Linked DNA regions of Zea mays: region 1 is linked to region 2. Evidence: chromatin contacts called from public Hi-C data. All regions are on one chromosome and are shown on one strand. The core of a region is the stretch at or near the end of the contact, and the rest is flanking DNA. Distances in the headings are between cores, read along the strand shown. Region 1 holds the start of LOC111590883 (a long non-coding RNA gene). Region 2 holds the start of LOC100192672 (transmembrane 9 superfamily protein member 3).

What was found. A called contact is a pair of places that touch in the nucleus more often than the background predicts.
Region 1: a contact with region 2 is called in a Hi-C map of ear, with 4 times the contacts expected there. The contact joins the enhancer-like site here to the promoter of LOC100192672 in region 2. A contact is called at or near these places in 2 of 25 Hi-C or Micro-C datasets (ear and tassel).

The regions. Positions count from the first base shown.
Region 1 is chr2:135,624,019-135,630,811 of Zm-B73-REFERENCE-NAM-5.0, forward strand. LOC111590883 (a long non-coding RNA gene) reads left to right here and starts at 6,000. Exons shown (of 4, transcript XR_002750022.1): 1 at 6,000-6,304. Within about 2 kb of position 1,828, at least 14 of the 20 cell types and tissues checked have an H3K27ac peak or open chromatin away from gene starts, as enhancers often do. A contact at or near this core is called in ear and tassel, where this site is marked.
Region 2 is chr2:135,055,494-135,061,975 of Zm-B73-REFERENCE-NAM-5.0, forward strand. It overlaps LOC100192672 (transmembrane 9 superfamily protein member 3), which reads right to left and starts at 4,456. Exons shown (of 12, transcript NM_001137880.2): 1 at 4,263-4,456; 2 at 2,129-2,321; 3 at 1,893-1,997; 4 at 1,756-1,773; 5 at 1,580-1,668; 6 at 1,358-1,510; 7 at 725-859; 8 at 195-361. The coding sequence starts at 4,352.

The DNA.
Region 1 (6,793 bases), core at 578-3,077, 570 kb after region 2:
CGGCAATTAAATAACGACCGCTGAAAATATGAATAAAATACACAAAAAATTACCTTTGGATGGCGAAGAGCTCGGCGACGATGGCGAAGTGGGTGGGAGGAGTAGAGCTTCGACGCGGGCGGTCCACGGTAGCGGAGGATGACAGTGGACGACGGTGGCGGCGGTGCGGGCAGCGCGGCGGGCGGGTCGGCGGGGCTGGGGTCGGCGCGCGGCAGGACGCGACGGCAGGAGCGACCGAGTGAGGAGAGCGAGCGGCGCGGGGTGAGAAAGAAATAAAGAGAAGAGAGGAGTCGGGAGAGCCGTTTTAAAAACTGAATGCTCGGGCCGCCGAAAATAAGAAGCTATTTTCGGCGGTTGTGTCAGAGGCCACCGAAAATAAGCTTATTTTCGGCGGTCAAGCTATGCCGCTAAAAATATTAACTTACCTGGCCGCCGAAAATAATTTTGGCTGCTGAAAATCGTGCACAGTGTTGTTGTGTTTATTTCCTGCTATATAGTCTCAACTCTCAAAAATTAAATAGATATAATACATTTAACTTGTGTGCTAAGAACTAAAGTGTTGTTAACGTAAATGGCAACAGTAATGGTTCACACTTGAATACCAATAATAATAAGTTTGACTAGGCCAGTATCAGTTTCAAGCGTGGTATCTGATTATGAATGGATTTAAACAAACATGGTTTAATGTTATCAATTATTCGTGACGTTACAAATACGTGAACCAACTAGGACCTAAGACTGACTCCAACAGAGGCCATGCAAATCGAGCAGCCATTCAAGCCTTTGGCTAGCGTCTCTGGTTTGCCTGTCCCAGCCATATGGTATACGCTTTCAACAACACAGGCAAAAAAGCAGCGGTAGTATAGTCCAACAAATGGAGCAGATGGTGGGGTCATGTTCTCAGACACAGAAAAAGGAAATGGCTGCCAGCCACAGTACAAGCTATTATGATTTTCCTCTCTCTTTCCATCCTTTTTGTCTAGCTTGTTTGGCTGCCCTGTTGGAAGGTGTTTTGTACTGCTACAGTAGCTCGTGGACAGCTATTTTAGCTTTGTGGGTCTATTTAGCTGCTATGTTGGAATCAGTCTAAGAAGAAGAAAGAAAAAGCAAGCAAAAGGAACCAAATAAAGCTGAAGCTGACGAGAGATCGAGTACCTTAAGGGGTAAGGATTGAGGCAAATAAATCCAAAACCAGTTTACCACGAGCATGAAATGACAGAACGGGTAGAAGCTCTCTGGCTGACACCAAGCACGCATCACACAAACGCACACGTGGCCATTGATCTGTTCAACAGGAAAAGAGCCAACCGGCCGGTCGGACTAAAAATAAGGCCGGCCGGCAGTGCCTGTCCCTTGCAGCCATCGCCAATTCGCCGCGTTATGCTTTATTTACGTGTTCTTGGTATACGGATGGAATGGATATATATATTCTTTCCATGTGTAATTTTATCATCAGGATCTCTCTGTTCACACTTCACACATGCATGCTGAGTGACTGAAATACTACCACCGAAACCATAGCATGCATACACTCTGACGTCGTCGTCGTCGGGTATCTATCGGCTGATTATCTAGTGTATCGCTCCCTACCGTGTGAAGAAAGTACCACGGAGAAATCTGCCCTGCTGTATCTATCGCTCAATCTCTTGATTAATTAGCGATCGAGGCCTTTCTCTCGATAATACGCCATTAGAGAACGCGCTTAGAGTTAATGCGTTGTCGTCGGAATCTCTGTCGTCTTCACGTTGCCGCACCAGAGTGAGAGTACGTTAACTGAGACGGACAGGAACTGACAAGACCGCACAAACACTGCAGAAAGCAGCCGGGCACCACGCACGCAACCGCTTCTCCCTCCCGTGTCCTATCTACAAAGCAAGATCCACACGTACGTTGCCATCATGCTGCGCCAATGATGACCCGTACGACCATGCAAAACCAGTGACAAAGTGGCGTCGACGTCACCCTCGCTCGCACACACATCAGAACATCGAAATGCTTGTATGCATGCATACAAGCTGGAGAGACTGTCTTGGCTCCCAGGAGAGAGTGTGTCTAGTCTAGTAGTAGTAGCCATTTTCGCATATGAAGGATGCATTGGCTCTTCTGTCTTGGCTCGAGTCTAGATGTACGTGTGTGTGGCTGACTTCAACCACTGGACAGTCTGGAACAATCCCTCTTCTTCCATTATTCCATATATACTGTTAGAGCAGCTCCAAGAGGATGTTTAAAACTATATTATTTTTAGATGTGTTTCCGATCCTATTCGAGACAATGGCTACACATCTTACAATTTGGAGTCTAATTATACGGTGCTTTGCCCAAGCATAAGAGGAACTCCAACAATCTACCGATATGAATACATGGACTCTAGGAGTTTAACATTGCTGGGCGTGTCCATTATCTCTCCCTTGGGCATGTCAGTGTTGCAAGCACATGGTTGTCATCAACATTGTCAGACTATCTCGTTACGCATCCACATCTCTGTATTTATATTCAAGCTTCACTCTATGAACAATATAGTTTCCGCTATAAAACTGTGTATTTGTGTGATCAAATGAATGGACCAGCCCTGGGGAATGCATGGCTACAGTTCATACATTATCCATATATGTTTGTCTGTATTGGCAACAGGGTGAACAAATTCAACTGTTGTGTCCTACCGACGCCTGCTGCAGGTCTGTAAGGTTTGGCTTTGTTTTGGCCTTCGTTATTCCAAACTGCATTTCTCTCTGTCTTACTGAATGCAGAGTATTGAGGCAGGACACAGGTACAAAAGTAATCTAAGCGCTGCCGCTTCTATATATCCGTAGTTACATAATCACCACCTAAGAAAGTGTGAGTAGGATACTTAGCTGGAAAACCGGCCATAGAAACATTTTCATTCCACGATACTCTTGGTGGGGCTTCTGAACCCCGTCACATTCCTGAGGCGTTTCTTCATTTCCGTTTACAGCAAATCATATCCATTGAGTTGCCATGAGCCGAGTGTTGATTTTACAAAAATCCAAGGAAAACAATATTACTATTAGAAGCTTATAGTGCTAACGTACGAGAGCGTTATGGGCCTGTTTGTTTCGGCTTCTGGCAGCTTCTGGCCACCAAAAGCTGCTGCGGACTGCCAAACGCTCAGCTTTTCAGCCAGCTTCTATAAAATTTGTTGGGCAAAAACCATCCAAAATTAACATAAACACATAATCGGTTGAGTCGTTGTAATAGTAGGAATCCGTCACTTTCTAGATTCTGAACCTTATGAACAACTTTATCTTTCTTCACACGTAATCGTAATAATACTCAGATTCTCCCCACAACCAGATTCTCCCCGCAGCCAGATTTTCAGAAAAGCTGGTCAGAAAAAAGCTGAACCAAACAGGCCCTATGTTAGGCGATGTGGCACGGTAACTATGACTTGAGGCGAAACCCCCTTCTTCGTGAGCTAGATTGTTTCCGATGTTAGGCAAACACCAAGGGCGGGGCGAAGGATCAAGCTCATTGGTGAAGATTTGGAGTTGCCTCGCATGAGGTGTTAAGGCTTGGCAACGACGGCACACTGCGGTCTTCCTCCTATATCAAATTTTCGGTGTAGGCGTCGTCGAGTTCCTTTGGTCATGTGTGGCCCGTCTTTTGGAGTCGGAGCTGCTCGGCAACGATGACTCTAGATGGGCTTTTATGTAGGGGACTGCCGTGACTGGGTGGTTTGTGCACTCTGTGTAGGTTTCGGGCCGGTTTTCCTTAAAACAGGACCAATTCCATTCTTCTTAATTGAAAGGCAGAACTCCTGCCATTACGTTCAAAAAATAAACTAAACAAATATACAAGGGAAGAATATGACTGGTATTGTTAGCTTCATGTCCTAGACCCTCTGATCCTTCACAGCAGCAACATTATTAGGTTTTTGCAAAGGGATTTCACAATGAATAGGAGTTCAGCAACAATATTAACAAGCATGCAACAGAAAATTCACACAGATCTTCATTGAATCTACCTTTGCCCTGAAAAGAGATAGGTCTCGAAGTTGCTACTATAGCATCAGATAGCATTTATGTTGTCCGAAATGAATGTAGAACTTCATGCGAACACAAGATTGACTTAATGACGAGTGATTGTCAATGGGTAGCATCTCGGGTCGAGTCATGGACTGAACGAGGCATGAGATTATGTGTTGTGCAACCATGTTGGTCGGCTTATGGTGTAACACCCCTGGTGTTATGATAACTAAAATGCTGACATGACATCATAAGCATTAGCATTATCTTGTTTGATATACCTAGAATGCATTCACTAGGTTAAACTTTTTCAAAAGTGTGATGTTGTGCGTTGGGTTTAGAGTTTAGTTCAAGGACTTCGCTCAAGTTAAACAGGAGTAGATCATCTCTCAAGCAAGTGATAAGTTGGTTTGAAGTCTTAGAGTGCTAAAGGCAAGACTTAGAACCAAGAGAAACTATGATTTCGGAGGTAGGTTAAGTGGAAGAATTAATTGATGAACTGGATTGACCTTAAAAAACATTAAGTGAGATTTGGAAACCTTGCTTGGAATTGTGAATAAACAAAACAACTCCTAAACCACGGACACTTTGGACATGAGCTTCATATACTAGAGTTGGATTTGAGATTAAGGAGTCACTCATCTTTTAGGAGGATGAATTGAGTTGGTAAATCACTACATGAGAAGGAACCATATTTGAAACCCTAAATTTGCCCCAAAAGTGGAATTCAAAATCTAGAGACAATTGGGAAAAAGTCAAAGTGCCAAAGTTGTAGAGTTTGGAAAAGGTGAACAACTTTTATATTTAGAGATTCCCAAGTCGTGTGGAAGAATTTGGAGTAATTTGCAGAAATTCAGTTTTGGGTTCAAATTGGAACTTCTGAAATTAATATAAACTAGCCAACTTTGAACCCTTATAAATTCTGATTTATAAGCATTTTGAAGATGGTCCTTATAACAAAGTCATAGAGATACATGAGGAGTATAAGTTTGGTTAAGTAATCTAGCTCTAAAACTATGTGGAACCTAGAGAAACGCTGGCCTAAAGTAGAGATGTCTGAAAGTGTGGATTTCAGACTTAGTGAAATTCAGAGTCTAAATTTCAGCATTTGGAGCAAACTTTGGGCTATTGTAGTTTGGAATCCAAGAGGTTTTGGTTAATGGTCACTATGTAAAACCTGTAGAGGAACTATTGGAGTATAAATTTTAATAAGCAACTTGCCCCTAAAACCATATTCTACTGGGAGTAAAGTATATCCCAATCTTCTTGGTCAAAGTGGTTGTGACTGAACTCAGTTCAGTCAGCTGAAACCAAAATTTCAGTGCTTGATAGCCAGTTTGTGGCGCTAGTGTGACCATTCTATTAAGGTTTGGACTGAGAATCATATAGTGAAATTAGAGACCAAAGTAAGGTAAGCAAGTTTTTTTAAGGAGAGGTAGGCTTAGTGCTGTACAGATCTGAGAATAAACTGCACCTAAACATCCTCTGTCAGTTGGGTATGGTCTGAACTCTGGTTCAGTTGGCTGCAAACTGAGTTTTTGTGAATTTATGCTCAACTTTGGAGGTCAGTAGTACCAAATTCATGGACTTTTGGACTGGGGATTCTGTAGAAAAGATGTAGAAGGATGTTGGGAGAGCAATTTATGTTACGGTCGGTTCACTGTTACCATTTGGAATTGTGAGATCCAAGGGCTTAAACAGTGATGAGTGGAATGGGGCAGCAGTGTTGTTTCAGTAAACTTCAGAGTTTGGTTTTACAAACTGAACAAGATCCTCTCTCTGCTGTACTCCACCCATGTGCTCGAGTTGGGATACATCCTTAAAGATCTCGGATCTCTCCATACTGTAAATATCCAGGGTTTGGACTGTTGTGGGGGCTGTGAGCAGTAGAGTCCTTATCTATTTTGTTCACTGTCTCTAGTATGGGACACGGGGATATTTGTGTGTTGGGCTTGTGTGTGTGACCTGCTATTTGTGTTGGGCATCCACGTGTATTAGCTATGCAGTGCTGGCACCTTGAGAGTTATCTCCACCATGTGCTGAACAAATTCAGTGAACCACTGCCCTGTCTTCTTGTCTATTTTTTAGGGCACAATCCAGTGAGGGGATCTCTGCTCTCAAGCTTTTGCTGGTCCCTTGGTACCTCTGCAGTTTCTGTTGCGGTTTGAGTTCCTCTCTCAATCCCCAGGTCGATTTGCCCTTGTTCTTCACAGCCAACGCCCAACCTGGTGATCATACCCACCGAAACCAACACCCTGCTGTGGCCAAAGCGTTCCAGTGAGTTGCATGCCCGTGTAGTCTTCGTTCCGTGGTCTTCAAAGGTCAGTGAAGCATTGGTATTGCTGCTGTGTAAAAAAATTGGATTAAACGTCTCAAAACTTTCACTGACAGGTATATGGTTTCAGTCAGCTGAAACAGAATTTTATGTGTTCTCAACACATTTTTGGAGCACTATAACTCTAGATCCATGAATCTTTGACCTAAGGTTGCTGTAGCAAACTTGTACAGATATGTTTGGTAAACAAATTTTATTAGTCAAGGTTGGCCTATTATTGTTTGGAATTGTGAGGAGTAATGGAGTTAAAGGTGGGGGTTTATTTTGGTGTAGAGTTCAGTTTCAGAATCTAAAACGTAATTCAGTTTGCTGAATTTTTAGAAACCGTGAATTCCTCTCAGTTTTAGACCCTTCTAAGTCTCAATTCTTGAAGTTTTGGTGGATGATCATTGAATTAAACTTGAAGATCTAATATTGTGGAGCAATTTCTTTTAAGAAGGATCTCCTTATCCTTGCTTTGAATTGAGATAAAAGG
Region 2 (6,482 bases), core at 3,206-5,705:
TATCGTCTAAAGAAAGAGATGATTTATATAAGCACAAAATAAGGACGTCCTTTGAAAGCTAAGTCATTCTTATTCATAATTTTCAGATTCAGATAAGAATTTTAGCCAAAAAAACACTTTCAGAAATTAAACACCTAAATTTTGCACATCCAAGGAAGAAAAGAGAAGATAAAGAAAGCTGGTTATGAGCTTACCCAACATATAACATGACAACAATGGCCAACACAATCACAAGCAGGATAAGAGCCGCCAGCTGAGTGCCAATACCAACTAGGGCAGAAAGAAACACCTGGCCACGAGGAGGCCGGAACACATCACCATGGACAAGCTTCCACCCGGATTCTTCATTAACATCTCGCTCCTGAAAAAGGAAAACTGTATCTTAATCCTAAACGATCCATCGAGTCAAAGAAAAACTTGTTACTTGTTGTTACTTGGAACTTGTATGATTCAATTTTATTTTTGACAAATTGATTTGTTATTTCTTTCATAAATATTAGATTGCTGACATTAAAACAATGGGTGTTTTTCTATAATAATTTACAATGTTTGGCTAATGGACTTTTTACTTTTAGAATTACCATATGAAATAGATAAAATTAATGGTTAAACATTCATCTAGACTGTAAAAACGCAAAAAGACAAACAATGAGTTATATTAGCAGACAAAATGAGAAATATATAACCATATCGATGTGCTACGGATTGCAGGTTCAGAACTTACAAGTGATTCCAGATCATCATCTTCACGAGCATATTTTGCATAATCATTTCTTAGTGTCCTCATCAATATCATTGACACTAAACCAGTCAAGAAAATAACCATCATGAATGAATTGAAGATGGAGAACCAATGAATCTAAACATGGAAAAAAGGGTCAGCCATCTTGTAATTACTTCAGACAGATAGCAAGGTCCACATTAGTCAGAGCCGAGGAAAGACCAAAGTGGCAAAGTGTACACTTTTGAAATGGTATGTTCGGTGTTATTAAAACTACGTTTAAACGCCAAAATAATAATCAGAGGTTGAAACCACGTTTTGGCGTTCTAAACTGTAAAATGCAGTGTTTCATGCGTTTTAGACCACTAGCTACATTTAGGCCCAGTCTGTTAGTTACTTTTGGGTCCAATCCAGCTCATGGGTGAAGTTTTGGTAACCCACTAACCTCTCTGTTTTGGTATTTAACTTCATGTTATTGTCTAAAATTATGATATATTGGTATTTTTTCCTATGTTGTTTAAAACTACGTTTAAACGAAGTTTAAACGTTAAAAGTCACAACTTCACCCATGAGCGTTTCAGCGTTTTATCGTTTTAATAACCTTGGGTATGTTGCCCTGGTGCAAGCAAGAATTACCTGGTGTTCAAAGAACGGGTAGTCTAAGTAAACCTCAAAGCGCCGTGCAAATGCCACATTTGTTTGCACCCACTTCACTGAATAAGTCATATCCAACTTTTTGCCAGCTTCAAGAAGCTTAGGTGACTCTTGTGTTAGATTCACATGAATTATCTATAAAGAATTTAATTAGCCAACATATAGGTCTCAGGTAATCCTTTTAAGGTTATATACAACACATACCCTGTTACCATTGTATTTAACAACAATGTTCTTGTGAGTGTAAAGGTAGTGCTTTTTCTCATTGTTTTTGTCAGTCTCCCCAACAAAACCTGCTCAGAGGGAAAACGGCTCCATTATTTCAAAAGAAAATAGAAAGACTTCGTGCAACAGAAATGAATAGGTATAAAACCACCTACCCCACAATGGCAGATCATCTAGGTTATGGAACCACGGTAGCCATTGGAGCAAAATGTGGAGACAAAGAATGTCAGAAACAAGATAAAGCGTCCAAAAAATGTGCATCAGAATAAAAATAAACGATGATTTCCCATACCTATGAAAAGCTCAAACCAATATGAGTTTTCAATGGCATTAGCAAATTGCTGAACCTTTTGAACATCAAGTTCAATTGTGCAAATGGCCCCCTTGTCCACATTTTCTAAAACAAAAGAAACAATAAAATGAAAAGCCAACAAAATAAATCAATTCAGTCACAGAAACAAACATGCATCAATACACAGTCCAAGAAAAAACAAACTTCAGGAGGATGTCAAGATAAGGCAAGCATACTTATGAACTTTATATCGATCTGACTATCAATCAGCTCATTTCCACCAAGGACCTCTCCGAGACCACCCCATTTATGTGCAGGGTTTTCAGATGGTTGACAAAACGGGAGACTGTAATAGTTGTAAGTTTCTTGAGGGTTATTGTAAGGCCCAACCTTGTTTACCCATAGCTTAACAGGTTCTTCTGTTTTATACTGCACATAAGAAAAATATTATAAGCTGCAATGATTTAGTAGGTAAAGGCATTATCGTCATAGTTAAATTCAGTGCAGGTAAATTCTGAAAAGACAGCAAAATTTAAACTGGTTCTGGTTGTAGGAAACAAGTTTTCTGAATATTGTAGCATCAAGGGTAACAGTGAAAGATATAGAAGCATGGTGATCATGACCACTAAATGTTTAATTTGAAACAGCCCCAACCATATCAGGGTGAAAAACTCAGACATTTCTTAAATCCAAGGATTCAATCTTCTAACCACTAATCATCAGAAATGTATGTATTTCATGGACTCAAAACAGAGCAGCCTTCTAGCCAGAAATAAAAGGGTAAGCACTAAGAAGTCAAACTAGGACTTCCATAATCCACATATCGTTTTACCTTACCAACCACAAGTTTGTCTAAAGACATAAAGGCCTGACTTTACATCATAGAGTAAGCGAAAGGGTCTGAGTAGCACTCCTCAGGTCCTAGGTTCGATTCCCCATGGGAGCAAATTTTCAGGCTGTGGTAAAAAAAAACCTCGTTTGTCCCACACCAAAGCACAGGTTTAAGGCCCAGCCCCGGTCATTCCCATATGGGCTACGGTGCCGCTGTGTATGGGTGGGGCAGGGGTTCGGGGGTTTTCTCAACCTACGTGAGAAGGTTTTCTTCTTAACATAATGTCATGGGGGCGATCTTACCGCTACAGGTCGAATTTTTTTTTACATCACAAAGTAACACTCGCATTACAGAAGACTACCCAAAAGTAATTACTCTGAAAGGTCTAAATGCAGTTACACTCAGCATCAAACTAAAATAATGTCCAAAATAGAACTGCCACCCCCCAGGATGCTGCCGCAAGGACCTGCCACTGCGCTAAAGCTCATCACTTCTTAGCCAACTGTGAGTATTCCAGTCCAGAAATGTAACAAAATAAAATGAAGAATGGAGATGTATTCGCCTTTGAACTATCAAGTCAAATGCCACCACATCATGTTCGACTAGTAATCTCCCTATGGGAGCGCTTATCTGAAATCCCCACGATAAATACCATATTAAAGTGCAGCATACCAACTGTAAGCCCGCGATGATCCGCATGCATTTTCACCTTTCCTAAACATGACACGCACCCAGGGGCGGACCCACAGAGGGGTCCAGGTGGGCCGCGGCACATCCTAAGCCGGAGCCGGCCCACCAAGACCCGCTTCAGCCTTCACACTAACGAGCCCGAGCGCGACCAGCATTCTCATCTCTAGCCGCCGGCCGTCAGGACGTTGTGCCCAGCCCTAGCGCCGCCAGGACGCCGCGCGCCTAGCCCCAGCGCTGACCAGCTGCTGCGCGCCCGCCCAATGCTGCCCTGCTGCAGCATGCCCGACAGCTTTCATGGCGCGCGCCACTTGCTGTGTTGATTCTTTTGAAGTCCAAGAGAGAAACATATATAATTGTATATATTTTTTTGTACGGCACACCCTATATAAAAAACCTAGGTCCGCCACTGCACGCACCACCTGATAATGTGAATGAAAAACCAAAAAATGCATGCAATTGTAAGCAAAGAGATGTCACCTATATATATACATTAAAATTTACACGAGGCCTACATTTGACGCAACTAGAACCAGCTGTTTGTCCACGAGAATGTTAACACTATCCAAAAGTTGCATGCAAACAAAAAGGAACAAAATTTTGTCTGAATGCGGCCCCCGAGCAGCCAGGATCAAAGCAACCAGTTCCCAAAACAACCCCGAAACCGTATCTCGCTCATGACTCCAAATCTGTTGCGCCCAGAATTTCGCGCCACAGAGCTACAGAGCAAAGTCACCCCGTCGTACTGAGCACGCAGTGGGCCAGCGGCGCTCGGCACCCAGATCCGGCGCGACGCTTCAACGGATCCAGCCAAGGGAGTGTTCAGATCTAGGGTTGGGATGAAGGGGCACCTTGTGCTCGGCCTCCGAGGCGTACGCGAGGGGCGAGTGTGCGACGGCGATGAGGATGGCCGCGAGAAGAAGCACGCCGCGGCGGAGCATCTCGGCGGCGGCGAGATCTGCGCTGAGGGAGGCGTGTTGGGGTGTCTCAGTCTCGAACGAGCACAAGCTGCCTCATACGGAGGTAGTCAGAGAGAGAAAGAGAGGGGCCGTAATTTTGGGCAGAAACCTTGTGAAATATTGTACTGTATATGCGAGAATGTTATTGTTATTTACGAGAACGGAGCCATAACGGGGCAAACGTGAGAAAAATCATGACAAAATCGTGTAAACATTCTTCCTGTGTGCTGAAGGTACGTTAGTCGTTAGAATGGAGAAAAAATAAAGGAAATTTATAGGATTCAATTTTTATGAAAAGTTTTCCTATGAGAGCATTGCAACAAAGGATTGAATCCTTTAAAATTCCTATGAAATGATATCCTTTATAGCAATTTTGGTGGAAAATAAGCATGAGATCCCCTCATGTTTTATTTCTTTTATGTCTTGTATTCCTATTTTGTGTGTATGATCCAAACACATATTTTGTGACTTTTTGTATTATAAATTCATGTATAATTCTAGTGATATGTGCGTTCTAATCATGTGTTTTTCCTATTCCTGTGTTTTGAGAATCATGCGTTCCAAAGGAGCATGTTGGGACCTGACACATGGGCTCAAGCAGGTGAGAACACAATGCATGACAAAACGGTAGACATGAGAACTGGAACATCTTGTCAAGCATGTCCACACAAAGTATTTATAGGGTAATCAGGAGGACACAGGTCTAAATACTATTGTACTCCTTGTTGGAGGCCTTCTCTTGCCGAAGGTCCTCGAAATATTAAGTTGAGAATCACCTCTAAATCCATTTCAGGTGTTCCGATGGAATAGTGAAGACCACCTTTGTCTCGACAACACATGCGAAGGCGAAGCTAAGGGTTTGGCTTCATGGTCTGGGCGCGAAGTGATGAACGGCCTAAGGCGAAGGAAGAACCCGGAAGCTTGATAAGCGTTGCTATGAAGGAAGGAAGACGATGGTGCCCTTAGAAAATCTTGTAGTTTATATGTATAGTAACTGAGGACATATTTGTAATTTTATACAAAATGTACTCCGACTCATCACTAAAAATAGAGGTACAGTGTCATGCAGAGAGAGAGGCGGTCAGAGGGGAAAATGAGAGTGATCCGCCTCCGAAGCTATATTATTTCCTTACCTTTTGTATCACTGTCTCAACTCTTTGAAGGTACGCATGTAACCATTTATAATCAAGAAAGAATAATAGAGGAAGTACACCAGTAATGATCTCCCTTAAGCACTTTTATTCTATTGTTCGAAGGTCTACAATTATAATAATCTTCCTCCTCTAATCTACCCATTAAATAGATCGAATGAACGAAGCCACGAAGGTCTTTTATTTTTAGTTGTGTTGTCATGTTTGGTCCCCTTTAGGAATCAAAGCAGGTAACCAACACCCATGGTTACCTACTGCATTCATAGGATACGATGTGCAATAGGGTAATTACAGTATAGTATTAGTGCGCACCTAATTACACCAAATCGTCTACCCCACTAGGGGGCCTGAATAGAGGGTCCGAGGGCCTAGCAGGTGGACCCAGTCTTATCTTGTGGGTCTTGCTCCCATCCACTCCCTCAAAGAATTTGACCTGGGGAGTGAAGTTCTAGCGCCTTAGCTGCAACCAGTCTCAAGGTCTAGGGTCTTCGCATGCTCTTGTGGGATCTACTAATTTGAAGGGTAAGATGTCGGTGGATCGGATGTGACAGCCCTCCGGGTAGCCTTTGAGCTGAAGAGCCCCTATAGTGGCCATCCTTCGCTCCAATAGCGCAAACACGGTAGAGTGCAAGGGCTCCCCTACATGTAATCTACGCCAAGATCTCCACCTCGTGTAGCTTTGAAATTTGTCAAATCTTCCAGCTCTTTTGTGGTTGCCTGTGTGTGCATGTGTTCTGTGAATCTTCTCTCCTTGCTGGTCTATGTCCTACGGGGTTTTTCCCTCACTTCTAGAAACTTTCCATCATTGTTGTATCTTACGCACACAAGGTGGTCGATTAATTGTTCTAAACAGTTTTCAAAGCCAAAACCCGACCTATTGGATATCTCTTGTCACCTCCACTCTCTATAGGGTCTTATTTACACTTAACTCGCATAACATGAGTCAAGTTGATTATATCAT